Regions from separate parts of the Mus musculus genome. Here all the other regions are linked to region 3. The links are chromatin contacts, called in public HiChIP or PLAC-seq maps. All regions are on one chromosome and are shown on one strand. The core of a region is the stretch at or near the end of the contact, and the rest is flanking DNA. Distances in the headings are between cores, read along the strand shown. Region 1 overlaps Gsto2 (glutathione S-transferase omega 2). Region 2 overlaps Sufu (SUFU negative regulator of hedgehog signaling). Region 3 overlaps Sh3pxd2a (SH3 and PX domains 2A).

Region 1 (4,309 bases), core at 830-3,329, 570 kb before region 3:
TAAAAAATTATCTTCATATCTATGGGTGCTTCACCTGCATGTATGTCTGTATTCTGCATGAGGGCAGTGTCCCGAAGGCCAGAACAACGAACTAGATCAACTGGGACTGGGGTTACAGGTGGTTGTGAGCTGCCATGTGGGTGCCGGGAATCGAACCCAGGTCCTTCGAAAGAGCAGCTACTGCTCTTAACCTCTGAGCATCCCTCCAGGTTCTATTTTTTGAGACCAAGTCTCCTGTTGCTCTGGAAGCACACCAATCTAGCTAGACTAGCTTGGACAGCGAGTTCCTGGATGCCTCCTGTCCCTGCCTCCACTGTACTGGGATCACAGGTATGTGCCCACCATGTCCAGCATTGTACATAAATGCCAGGCATCTAACCTCAGGTCCTTAAACTGTGTGGCAAACACGTGACTGAGCAGCCACCCCGGCCATCATTCATGTTTAACATTTATATTTTCCTCCCCAACCCCCATAAGAACTCTTCATGAAATATTATTGATTTGTTTCATATTCTTCAGGCTCAGTCCTCGTTTCGGCCAGAGATTGGTGACTCCACCTTGCTGCGTGAGTTAGGAAGGTGACATCACGAACCAGAGGAGAGGCGGGGAAGATGGATCAGTGGTTAAGAGCATTTGCTCTCTTGCAGGGGACCTGGGTGTGCACCTACATGGGGGAAATCAGCCGTGTGACTCCAGTCCCAGAGGACCTGTGCCATCTTCTGACTTCCTCCTTGGGCACCGGGCACACATGTGACGCACATGCATACACAGAGCAACACACTTATACACACATTAAAAAAAAAAAAAACTTTAAAAAAAAAGAAAATATAACAGCAAAGAGGAGCAGGAAGTAACAAGAGCAAAGCAGTGAAGGGAGCCAGGACCCTGGTGGCCTGCAGAAGTCACACACACCCAAAGGGCATCCGGACCCCAGACAAGGCTGTGGGTCATCAGCCTGTGACCTTGCCCTTGGTTATTATTCTCTCCAGCCTATGTTTCCAGGTTCTTCAAGCTTTGTAAATTACTGTGAAGCCTCAAGAAAGCAACTCTCTAACCCAGAGAGATACCACTTCTGTACCAACAGTTTGGCCACAGGCTGGAGCCTCTCTAGACACCTGCAGAGTTAATCAGACCCAGCAGCCCTGGTAGAGACCACAGGAACAATTCCCTCCTTCCGAGCTCAGATCCCAGCAAGCAGTGGTTCACGGACTCTACAGTAGCTCGGGTGCCACAGCAACGGGGCACCACATCCGGAACAGATGGTTCCACAGACTGCCTGTCACATGCCTGTCTTTTCTGGCAGGCCTGGTCACCTTGCCAAATAGGCCTGCCTCTGTCCAACCGGCATGGCGTAGCACCTGGTAACTACTTATGTGGTGGAAAAGGAAGCCTGTGACCAACAGCTGGCAGAGCCAGCTGAAATGTAGGGAGTAGGGAGGGTTGGTCTGGGTTAAGTCCAAAGCAGGGGCACGTTGAAGTCGGAACTTCACACTCGCTGTTGCCTGGCCTCTGGGCATGGCTGGGGATACTGAAATGCTGGAAGAATCTTAAGAGACAACAACACAAAACAACCACAGGCAGATGAGGATACACTAGCTAAAAACAGCATGGGACAATCCTTCTGTAGAGGAAGTGGTGGCAGCAGCCTTCTGCTGAAGTCACCTGCTGGCAGACCAGCCACCTCAGGCAAACCGATGTCTTCTCCATCTTAGGTGGTGTGGTGCTGCCTGGCCAAGTTGATAGAGGGCTACAGAAAAGCCAAGTCAGACCACCACTGCAGGGCAAGGTCCAGTACACTGGGCTAACCCCCAGACCAAGCTGGTGCAAAGATGGGAGATCTCCACGGGCAAGGTTCGAGTCTCCATCAGTTATCCTCCAGTGGTCCAGGATTGATGGACCCACCAAGCAACCAGAAGCATCTGTTGGAACCAACTGCGTATGTGACACGTATCCAGCGGTGACCTTTGCCTGTGAGTGGGATCAGGGGGGAGGGTGTTTTGGAGACAGGATGCTGGTTAATAAAATATGTTGTGAGACATCCTGAGCCCCAGCAACACTAGTGAGATCCTGACGTAGTTAGTCCAGGGTGATAAATGGGTGTTTCATTTCCTGCTTTGGAATTCTTTCCAGTCACAAGACCCTGGGTGTCTCCCAGGCTCATGGCCAAAGTTTGAACAGGAATGACACACACGCCTCCCCATGGGGGCAGCGGCGCTTCTTTGCTAAAAGACCATATTTCATCATAGAGTATGTGTGGTTGGATTCTTTCTTTCTTTTTTTTCTTTTTTCCTTTCCTTCCTTCTTTCTTCATCTCCTCCTCTCCCTCCTCCTCCCTCTCCTCTTCCCCCTCCCCCCTCTCCATCTTCTCAAGTTTTCTTCTCACCAGAGAAACTTTTGATGAGTTCCAACCTACAGTGACAAACGTCTGTCAATCAGGCCCGTCGTACCAGCGCTGTGGCCAGTAGTCTGGAAATCAAACTAGCCAGAGGCCAGGCAGCCAGGGGTCACACTACCTCCCAAAATGCCCTTCTGCTTCTGTGCTGGGCACTTTCTAGAGAATCATTAGAGGCTACAGGCTTCAGGAGTCAGACCCGTGATAATTAGACTATATTTTACACATCCATATTTATTAGGGACCTCAAAAAAAAAGAACAAATACACGGAACCCCAAGATGACCCGTGATGCAGACATCAGAATGACCGAGAGTCCCGGGCAATGCCTGGATTATCGTATGATTGGGTTACACAGCCCAAAATCAAAGGCACAAGGGTTGTTTTGGAAATAGAGATTCAAGAAGCCCAGGAAGACGCTCTTATCAGTGTGCAGAGCACACACTGCAGGGTCCTGCTTCATGGAGGCTATCCAGAGCCGCAGCATCGGGGTGTGATTCACGCAGCTGCAAGACAGGAAAGGGACAGGGTGGGGACGAGGACAGTTATCACTCTGTAGATGAGAAAGAAACAAAACTATGGATTTCTTTGGGAAATATGGTAAGCTTGGTTATTATCCGGTAAGCCTGATCTTTGCTGAGGAAAAGGGCTTACTTGGAACCGGGTGTCCAACTGTTGACACTGTCACAGTGGCTTCTGTGAAAGTGACAGGGCACCTGTGAACTGAGGCAGGGGGATCCAGCATCTTGATTTCATGGCTAACAGACTAACTGTCTGACAACCTCTCTAGCCAACAGTCTTAGACCATTTGCAGATTTTTACTTTTAAGGCTTTGAAAAAAAGAGTGGCTTCCCAAAACATTTTAAAAATAAATTTAAAGCAAGCATGAACCCTTGAAAGCCAGGCTTTTACAACATGGACTGGGAATTCCAGTCTAGGGTCTGGCAGACGACCCACTAAGGTCAGACAGCTGGTAGGCTGGCGGCCAGGACACTTGTTAGAGTCTTACTAATCTGGGGCTCTCCACCCTGCCGTGGAAGGAGGTGGGCTTATAAGTTACCTGTATGTCTTGCCACCCAGTCTTGTGTCTAATCCAAAGAGCTACTTTCCAAACCCTAGAGATGCCAGGCATGCCTGATGTGGCTGGCTGGTGTCCGAGTCAGAAGCACTGCACGTGGCCAGTGTCACCTCTGAGCTTTAAATATCCCTGCCACACTTTAAACATGCTTAGAGTGTGGCACTGGTGTGTGATACGTGGCTGCTACTTTGTTTATATGAAGAGTAACACGTGGGTTGCTTTGGAAACCTGATTTTCAAAGGGCACTTCTATTTGGGGGGGGGGGGCGGGGGGACATGAGATGGGACTCAGACACGTGGCATGCTCCGAGTGACTCAGCAGGACCATGTGTGTGTGTGTGTGTGGCCATGGAGGGAGCTACAGATAATTTTTTTCTGTTTCTGTGGATGCACAGGGGACAGTGGTCTCTGAAGCATGGTGGCGGGAGTGGGGGGTGCAGGTAATTTGCACTCAGAATCTTTCTTAGCCATAGACATGTAGGAAGCATGAGCCTGTACTCAGTAGGAGAAGGACACAGGTATATTTGGACACGGAACCATGCATGGGTGGAGCTCAGTCCTGGTTTTTGTTTCACAAACAGCCTGAGACAGTCCACGTGGGGGCAGGGGGGGGCGCGGTGGGACCCAGAGCTTCTCAACAATTGGCACTCATTGAATTTGCAGTCACATAACCAGATGTCTTACTCAGCCAGTCCATATACGTCCAGGCGCTCAAACCAGGGCCAGACGAGGTAATCAATCATGGATATACAGTCTCCGCCGAAGAAGGTAGTGTTCTGATATTCAAGAATCTAGAAATATACACAGGACCATAGCCAGTTAATGTATACTCTGATTTGCT
Region 2 (4,149 bases), core at 1,207-3,706, 850 kb after region 3:
CAACAAAAACACCACCAAAAATAGTTTGTCACATGTGTTTGTTTGTGTGTTTGTTTACATGGTCAGGTGTCTTGTCTGCAGGTCTGTCTGTGAGCCATGTGCATGCCTGGTGCCAGCAGAGACCAGAAGGTAGCACAGGTCCCCTAGAACTGGAGTTCCAGAGGGTTGTGAGCCGCTGTGGGAGGCTGGGAAACAAACCTAGGTTCTTCACTGAGACGTTTCTACAGTCCTCCGCATGTACTTATCTGTATGTATATTATATATGCATAAGTACACACATACCATAACATGTATGATGGTCAGAGGACAACTTGTAGGAGCCAATTCATCTCCTTGTGGATCTCAGGGGTCCAACTCAGGTGTCAGGCTCAGGAGCAAATGCCTCTGCCTACTGATCACCATCATCACCATCACCACCATCACCACCACCATCATCACCATCACCACCACCACCACCACCACCATCATCACCATCACCACCATCATCACCATCATCATCATCAGGTCTTTGTTTTTTCGAGACAAGGCTTGGCTGTCTTAGAACTTGCTCTGTAGGCTACCTAGAAATCAAAGATCTGCCTGTCTCTGCCTCCTGAGTGCTGGAATCAAAGTAGTGTGCTACCTCCTCCCGGCTCTTTATTGTTTCTTTGAGACAGGGCTTCTCTACGTAGCCCCATGACCTGTGTGTACACACTTATCATATATACCAGGCTAGCACTGAACTCAGAGATCTCTCTGCCGATGCCTCCTGAGTGATGGGATTAAAAGCATGTGCCACTACATCCTGCTTATTTATTTTAACAAACAGGGAGTCTGTCTGTCTATCCATCCAGTCTAGAACTTTAGACTGTTCTGCCTCAATACGCACCTGCTGAGACTCCAACTATGTGTCACCATGTTCTGCTCTGTCTCCATTTGCAAGTGTACACAGTGGAAAAGAGATGTGGCTCTTCAGGCAAAGGACCACGGTTCAAACACTGACTGGTGCTTATTCCTAGTGCCTTGATTCTGCAGGGGCCGATTTCATGGAGTTTGACAGTGTCTATGTAGCCCTGGTTGGCCTGAAACTCCCTATGTAGACCAGGCTTTCTTAAACTTGCAGCACTCTGCCTGCCTCTGCTCTCACGTTCTGGGATTAGAGGCTTGTACTACCATGCCCTGGCTTGACTCTATACTAATAGAATCGGGGCAACGGCACTCTACTGCGTGAAGTGGGGGGAAACAGCAATCCCCTGCCCCATAGGTGATATATAATACCTACTCAGCCTCAAGAACTCTCCAGCCTAGGGTCCTGCCTGTGTTCAGAGCACAGAGGGCAGGTATGTAGAATGGTTATACTTGATCTTTGCCAAAAGATCAAGGAGTGACTACCATGACAATTCAGAAGTGGACCTAATCCTCCTCTTTGTTGTTACCACCGTCTGTATAACACGATCTATATTTACCCTTCTCACTGTATAAGGTGACTTTCCACATAGCCTAGCACACCTTCCAGTGGAAAGACAAGCCTCCTGATTTGCAGTCCTAGGTGGTGTATGGCACATGCTCCAGTCACCCTGCCTTCACAGCAGACTGGCAGAACCTAATCTATAGTTCTCTCCCCTCTGGAAAGGTCTTACTTCTCCACACTCACTGAAGCAGCGCTCTCTGCCTCTATCCATGGCAACAGGGGTGGGAGGAAGAACCAAGCAGCTGAAATTCCTGCTAGCCACAGTCCTCATCCTGTGATACTCATGACGTCTACACTGGCCACATGACTTGAGACCTTCTCCTTGGGGACACCTGGAAGCAGGACACTGGGCTTGGTGACAAATCAGAAGTGAAGTACAGTGGCCTGGCAAAGCCCCAGTGCCACCTCTGGCTTTGGCTTTTTGCCTGGGAGATTATTCCCATTGCTTTCTGATTGCTGACAGAAGCTCTGAACTTTCCAGAGAAAGAGCCACTTGTAGGCCTCTCCTCAGGTCAGGCCTGGGAAAGGGTGTGAGGGAGAGGGAAGCACAGGGCCGTGTCTCACTGACAGTACTGATGAGGGGCAATGTTGCTTCACACAAACATCACACATGCACACACGTGCACCCACACGTACACACACACACACACACACACACACACACACACACATACACACACACCACACGAAGCTGAAAGGACAAAGGCAGGCGGAACAAGATCGTAACAGAGGTGCTGAGCTTCGGAAGATCCTCTGGCCACTCCATCTCACCTGGCTCCTCTGGCTTGGGGGTAAGGCCAGGACCCCTGTAGTCTCGGGTGAGAGCCCACTCTGCCCCAAGCTTTCCTTTCTCTGAGACACTGAGTCATTTCCTTTCTTCAGCTGTCACCTTTGAACCTTCCCTTTCCCTTCCCTGCAGAAATGACTCACTGCTGAAGTGTTGGGTGACACCGAAGATCAAGGATAGATGATAAAAATATTCCCGATTGTGCAACGTGGTGAAGGGGATGCAGTGTTTGCACCTAGACTCAAAGCGCCAGCCAGGAACCTTGAACGATGGCCACTGCTTGGTCTCTTTGCAGAAGTGGCGCAAAGACCAGAGTCAAAACATATGTTGAGCCACGTCAGCTTTGTCCTTTCAGACGTGGCTCTGAGCACGGCCATACAGACCTTTAGCACGACAGCTAGGTTCACAGTGAAGGAGCCAAAACAAAGCCCGTGTTCCAGGAGCAGTGGAGACGAGGCCCTGGCCTCTCCACTGTAGCCCTGAAGCAGGGTTCTCTCTGGGCTTTCCAGAGCAAGCGACTGTACTGTGCCAGTATCAGAACTGCGAGTGAAGCCACCGTGACAGAGAGGCTCCAGGCTGTCTGCTGCCCTAACACATAACCCCGACCGACAGCGGGGTCACATCCTAATCTGTCCTACGTACAAAGTGGCACCACAGCAACCAGCTGCCTTCCTAGGGGGAAACTCACCTCCTTCACCCAAACCCACTGGCAGAGTGGATGAAACCAGAGAGCTTCTTCTAATTACACTTCATGGACACCATAGGCTGAACAAAACAAACAGCTAAAGAACAACTCCCCGGCCGGCCGGCCAGGATGAGATGGGAGTGAGGGGCAGCAAAGTCACCCCATCCAAAGACGGGGGCAGAGGCCTGCACAGAGGTAAAGAGAGGAGCAGGTCTGTGTGTGTGGCTCTTACCTGCAACCCCACTATTCGGAAGGCCAAGGAAGGAGCACGGCCCTGAGTTTAGGCCAGCCTGTGCTATTGGCTACCTGTAAGTTCCCGACCAGTCTGGGCTACAGAGTAAGACTTCCATCTTAAACAGAAATAAATAAGTAAGAATAAATAAATAAATAATAAATAGAAAGAAGGAAGGGAGGGAGGGACGAGTGAGTGTGTGTGTGTGTTATGTGGAAATCTTACAGAGGTAATATCACAACAGGAGAATTCATTCTTCAGGAAATTAAGGGGTGGGGGGAGCATCCTGACACACTTCGGGTGCTATTTTAGACAAATAAGAGGCCTGGCTAAGCAGTGATACTAAGCTTGCTTGCTTTTGAAAGGCCTTCTGACTCCTCAAGAGCCTTCTCTCTAACGCACATGTACACACACATGATGCCTGCCCCTCTTTGGGAAGATGTAAGACCCAGAGTTGCTTATGGAACTCTCCTCTTCAGTGAGTCACTGGCTAAGTGAGGACAGGGACAGGATGCTAGAGGAGCAGCTTACAGAAACAGACCTTCCCCTGCACACACCTGACCACACAGGCTCGCCTGTCACCATGCCCATGGAGAGGCAGGAAAGCTAATATCAGCCTCTGGCTGACCAGGGACCTCAGACAGACAGGATGTCCCATGACTCCCACCCTGGATCCCAACAAGTGTTGGCAGGAACAGCTCTGGACCAGGCTGTCCTCATGTGGCACAAAGGGCTGCTTCCCAAACTCACCCGAGCAGGCAGTGGGAAGGGAGGCGCCAGCAAGCCGAAGGAGGCTTTTCTCAACTGATCATCTTGGGAAAAGGCAGATACAAATTTCATGGCTGGAATGCAAGGGTTGTGAAATGCTGAAGACGCCCCAAAGAGGGCCCAGGACTTGCCTTCCAGGAAGGCAGTGGGAAGAAGGCTGGCAACAGTGGATCGAGCAGAACAGGTTACCAGAGGGGCTGCCTTTCTGGGAAGCAGGAAATAGGGCT
Region 3 (4,011 bases), core at 539-3,038:
GAGTTTGGGGATTAAAGGCTCCTGTGACATGTCTAAGCAAAGGGTCATTGTGTCAGAAGGACAGTGTGTGTGTGTGTGTGTGTGTGTGTGTGTGTGTGTGTGTGTAAACAGACCAGAATTCTGTGATTAGAAGAGAGGCGGACTTGAACCTTCGGAAAGTCCATGAGTGTGTGTTTCGGCTGTCTCTATATGAGCTGTGGGAACTACATGTGCCTCTTCAGCTCCTCTCTGAGCCTCTCATTAATTTATGAGGTAAACGGGAAGAGAAGGGCCGTCTCGAGGTGGACTGAAGCCATACCTGCCTGGCATGTGAGTCAGACTCAGTCATGCAGAGGGAGGGGTGTGTCCGAGGGGTGAGGCACCACAAGAGACTGGAAACGCCAGGCCATTTGTATGGCCACACTAGTGGTGTTAAGCCCCAGCCTTCCTGAACATGGGTAGAGGTTTGCATTTGTTTTGGTTCTGAGACAGGTTTCTTGACTGGCAACCCGGGCTAATGTTGAACTCCTTCCTGATTCTCCTGCCTCAGCCACTACTGTGGGAATTACAGACTGACTGGCAACTATATGGTTGTAAGAAATGTACTAGGAATTCCCTCGGGGGTGGAGCGTCTGGGAAGGCTTCCTGAAAGAGGTGATTAGTCATTTTCTGGCTTGTGGATTTGTATAAGGCTAGCAGGGCATACTGTCTTTGGGAGTGTCCACAGTATCAGTTGAAGAGCAGGAAAGATGTGACGGCACATCCAGCCATATACCCTTTAAGCCGAGATGGCACCCAGCCTGTCCATTTGCCAGCTTGGTGCTTGTTTAATGAATGTCACACCAATACAGTGGCCAAACAGGACAAAGAACTGCCTTGCTCCTGGAAGCAGGACTCACAGGCCCTCTCTCTGATACACCCTGGCCTTTGACTCCAAGGCTTTTAAAACTTCCCAGCACTTAAAGACAAGGGGAACCGGGCAGCCTCTGCTGGCTGAGATGGCAGAGAGACCCAGGAAGGCTCCTCTGGAAAGCCTAAAGCTGCTATCTGCCTGGCCCCTGGAGAACCAGGAGGACAGGAATGGAGCCGAACTTGGGGAAAAGTTGGCGTGGGGAGGGAGGGGCGCTCGGCCCGCCAGCGCTGGCGCTGGGACTTTCTTCTTGGGTTTCAAGTAAATAGTCTGGGCCCTCCTCCCATCCCCTGCCTCCGCCCCCAGCTCCTCATTCGACGGGTCTCATGTGTTTCTATTTAAGGGTTGCGAGTAAGCCCTAGTGATTGGCGGCCTCAAAGCCTCTTGACTCTTTGCTGGACCTCGGCTGTGGAGTTCTCTCCCTCTCCCTCCTGAGGGGAGCCCCGCTCCTTTTCTCTCCGGGTTTACAGGCTTGGGGTAGAGGCAGCCAGCCTCCTGGACCTCCCAGCCCTCTCTCTTCTTTCTCGCCCCTGTGTTCTGGCCTCAGCCTTCATGGGCCGCCCACTGTGCTCCTGTGGTCCCGCTCTCACACCCCGGCCAGCCCAAGAGTCTGGAGAGATGGGAGGCCCCGGGCCTCTCAGCAGACTCCCCCATGCCGGCCTGTGACTAACGCTTCGCACGCAGCAGCAGGCTTTTCCCTCAATTTCCTTGGCTTCCGTCTCTGCCTGTCTCTGCCTCTCTCCACCCCCTTCTCCTCCCCCCCCCCCGGCCCCTGGCTCCCCATGTCCCCCGGTCCCCGCGGTGCAGCGGGCCGGTGTGGGGCCTTGCTATATGGCCTGTCCTTGGGGCCCGGCAAGCTGCGAGCCCTGGCTACGGGCTGCTCCGCGGTGCAGAGCTGGCGACCGAGCAGCCTCCCTCGAGGGCGATGGACAGAGGGCGCCCCGGCCGCGGGGCTACAGCCGGCCGCTGGCTCACCGCGTGCTTTCTGCCCTCGCCAGGTGCCGACACCAACGCCGAGCCCATGATCCTGGAACAGTACGTGGTGGTGTCCAACTATAAGAAACAAGAGAACTCGGAGCTGAGCCTCCAGGCCGGGGAGGTGGTAGATGTCATCGAGAAGAACGAAAGCGGTGAGTGCGTGTCCACTCCTGGTTCCAGCCTGGCTCCTGGGCCCGGCTGGGTTTTTGTTCCTCTCCTCCTCCCCCCACCTCTGCAGCTATACGTTATTTCCATCTGGCAGGGAGAGGGAGAGGGCCGAAGAGTCTGAAGTTCCCCTGTTGGTTTGGGCTGCAGGCCAGCAGTTTGCCTGGTGGTGGAAGAATGTCTCCCTGGCTCGAGGCTAATTAGCTGGCTTGTGCTAATGCAAGGCCAAGGTGGTATGGAAGCATCCCTCCCTCATTCAGGGACTGACCCCGTGCCATCTGAGGCCCAGAGATGGTAGCTTTAGCTCAGAGATGCCCAATGACAGCTTTCCCTGGTCGAGCTGTGTGTCTGCCAGCTAGGATCCAGGCAGGAGTGGGAGGACCCAGCCAGCTGGTGGAGAGGGCAGGCATGACATCACAATAGGTTCCAGAGTCCCCAGACCCCTAGCAAGATGTCTGAGGAAGGGCCAGGCCCTGTGGGAGGTTGGCTAGTGTCTGGCCAGTGAGTGGGTGGTGAGTTTGACCACCTCCTGCTGAGCTGGAAGCCACCAGGACTTGGGAAGAGGGCCCAGGCTCTGGATGAAGCCAGGTCCAGAAGGGGTCCTGCAGCAGGCCACTTTGTCATTAGGAGCTGACAGAGACCATGCCCATGGCTTGGCAGGATCTGCTAGCTCCAGGGTTTTTGCAGAATGGATCAAAATCCCTTGATGCCCTTGGCAAGAAAAGGCACACTCGGCAGATAGAGAAAAGTTAGTCTGTGCGTGTTGCAGGGAGAGTCAAAGGGTCCTTGAAACCACAGCATCCTCTGCTGCTTGCCCACAGCCTGCCCGGTGGGACTTAAAAGGAGTCAGGATCATTTTGGTTTCAGTTTGCTGGGGACAGGCCCTGTATATAGGTGTACCCCAGGAGTGGCACTTGTGGGCCCTTCAAGAGGGAGGCCTGTCTTTGTTCCCTTCTAATATTTTGAAAGGAGCACAATCCAAAGGGTCACTGTGTCCATTCTGTAGATAGAATGACTGAGGCACAGAGAGCTGAAGCGGAAACAAGTCTCCTGAGGTCAGAAACAGTCCTCTGAATGATAATGCCTCTGAGTAACTGCAGAGACCCTAAAGAAATCTCAGTGGACATCCTTTGGGGAGCACAGGGCTAGACTCCCCCTCCTGAGGCTGGTGTTGTCATTGTCCATATGAGAGTCAGGCTCTGTCCTTGTGCCTGGGTGGTTGGCAGTGACACTGCACACATGACAGAACGTGACCTGGTGTCAGATCTCGATTCCAAGTCAACATCACACTGGTTCCCTTCCTATGTAAGTTGACGGGTGGTCCTACCAGCCCCATCTCCCTGATCTCTAAGGAAACTGACATTGCTTTGGGGGTTGACTGTGTCCCGAGTCTCTGAGGCCTCCTGAGGGATCTCTCAGGACAGAAGGAAAGGCGTCAGGGGAGAGAAGGTCTGTTCACTTGGGAGGTTGCTCCTAGGAAGAGCTGGAGCTTGCTTTTGGATGCAAGGCCAGTTCCTTGGGGACTCTCCTGCTGCCACATGTGCCCTGTCACACCACCACTGCTGTGTGATGCTGAGTAGCAGAAGGCAGTGAGCCTTGGAGTCTTTGGGGTCAGTGAGCCATTGGCCAGGATGACAGAAGAGCCCTGCTACGTGGTTCCAAGAGTCCAGGCTGAGTGTGGTGGCACCTGCCTTTAATCCTAGCATTCAGGAGACAGAGGCAGACAGTGTCTGTGACTCTGAGGCTAGCCAGATCTATATAGTGAGTTTGAGGCCATCTGTGGCTAGGCCATCTGTGTAAGGTCCTGTCTCAAAAAACAACAACAAAAAGTCCCCAGGGATTCATTTGCCATTTCCCTTCTCGTTCCATATCTATAACCCATGGGCTCCTGCCTGTGGTGAAGGAAGAACTTGGGGAAGGTGGTGTGGGTCTGTGTTAGAAACAGCATGGTGGAGAATACCTGCTTTCCTGCTTGCCCC

The links. HiChIP or PLAC-seq counts read pairs in DNA pulled down with a chosen protein or histone mark.
Region 1: a FOXA1 HiChIP or PLAC-seq map of pancreatic cancer cells shows a contact between it and region 3. The contact joins two enhancer-like sites. A contact is called at or near these places in 2 of 115 datasets of contacts at active chromatin or transcription factors (embryonic stem cells and pancreatic cancer cells).
Region 2: a contact with region 3 is called in a FOXA1 HiChIP or PLAC-seq map of pancreatic cancer cells. The contact joins two enhancer-like sites. A contact is called at or near these places in 2 of 115 datasets of contacts at active chromatin or transcription factors (bone marrow-derived macrophages and pancreatic cancer cells).

The regions. Positions count from the first base shown.
Region 1 is chr19:47,884,606-47,888,914 of GRCm38.p6, reverse strand. It overlaps Gsto2 (glutathione S-transferase omega 2), which reads right to left. Exons shown (of 9, transcript NM_026619.2): 8 at 4,153-4,259; 9 at 2,610-2,897. The coding sequence ends at 2,726. Among named protein-coding and RNA genes, the nearest start is that of Gsto2, 21 kb to the right of the region's middle. Within about 2 kb of position 2,079, at least 135 of the 459 cell types and tissues checked have an H3K27ac peak or open chromatin away from gene starts, as enhancers often do. A contact at or near this core is called in pancreatic cancer cells, where this site is marked.
Region 2 is chr19:46,457,733-46,461,881 of GRCm38.p6, reverse strand. All of the region lies in intron 8 of Sufu (SUFU negative regulator of hedgehog signaling), which reads right to left. Among named protein-coding and RNA genes, the nearest start is that of Trim8, 42 kb to the left of the region's middle. Within about 2 kb of position 2,456, at least 73 of the 459 cell types and tissues checked have an H3K27ac peak or open chromatin away from gene starts, as enhancers often do. A contact at or near this core is called in pancreatic cancer cells, where this site is marked.
Region 3 is chr19:47,312,043-47,316,053 of GRCm38.p6, reverse strand. Sh3pxd2a (SH3 and PX domains 2A) reads left to right here. Exons shown (of 15, transcript NM_008018.4): 8 at 1,888-2,019. Among named protein-coding and RNA genes, the nearest start is that of Gm29834, 27 kb to the right of the region's middle. Within about 2 kb of position 1,788, at least 228 of the 459 cell types and tissues checked have an H3K27ac peak or open chromatin away from gene starts, as enhancers often do. A contact at or near this core is called in pancreatic cancer cells, where this site is marked.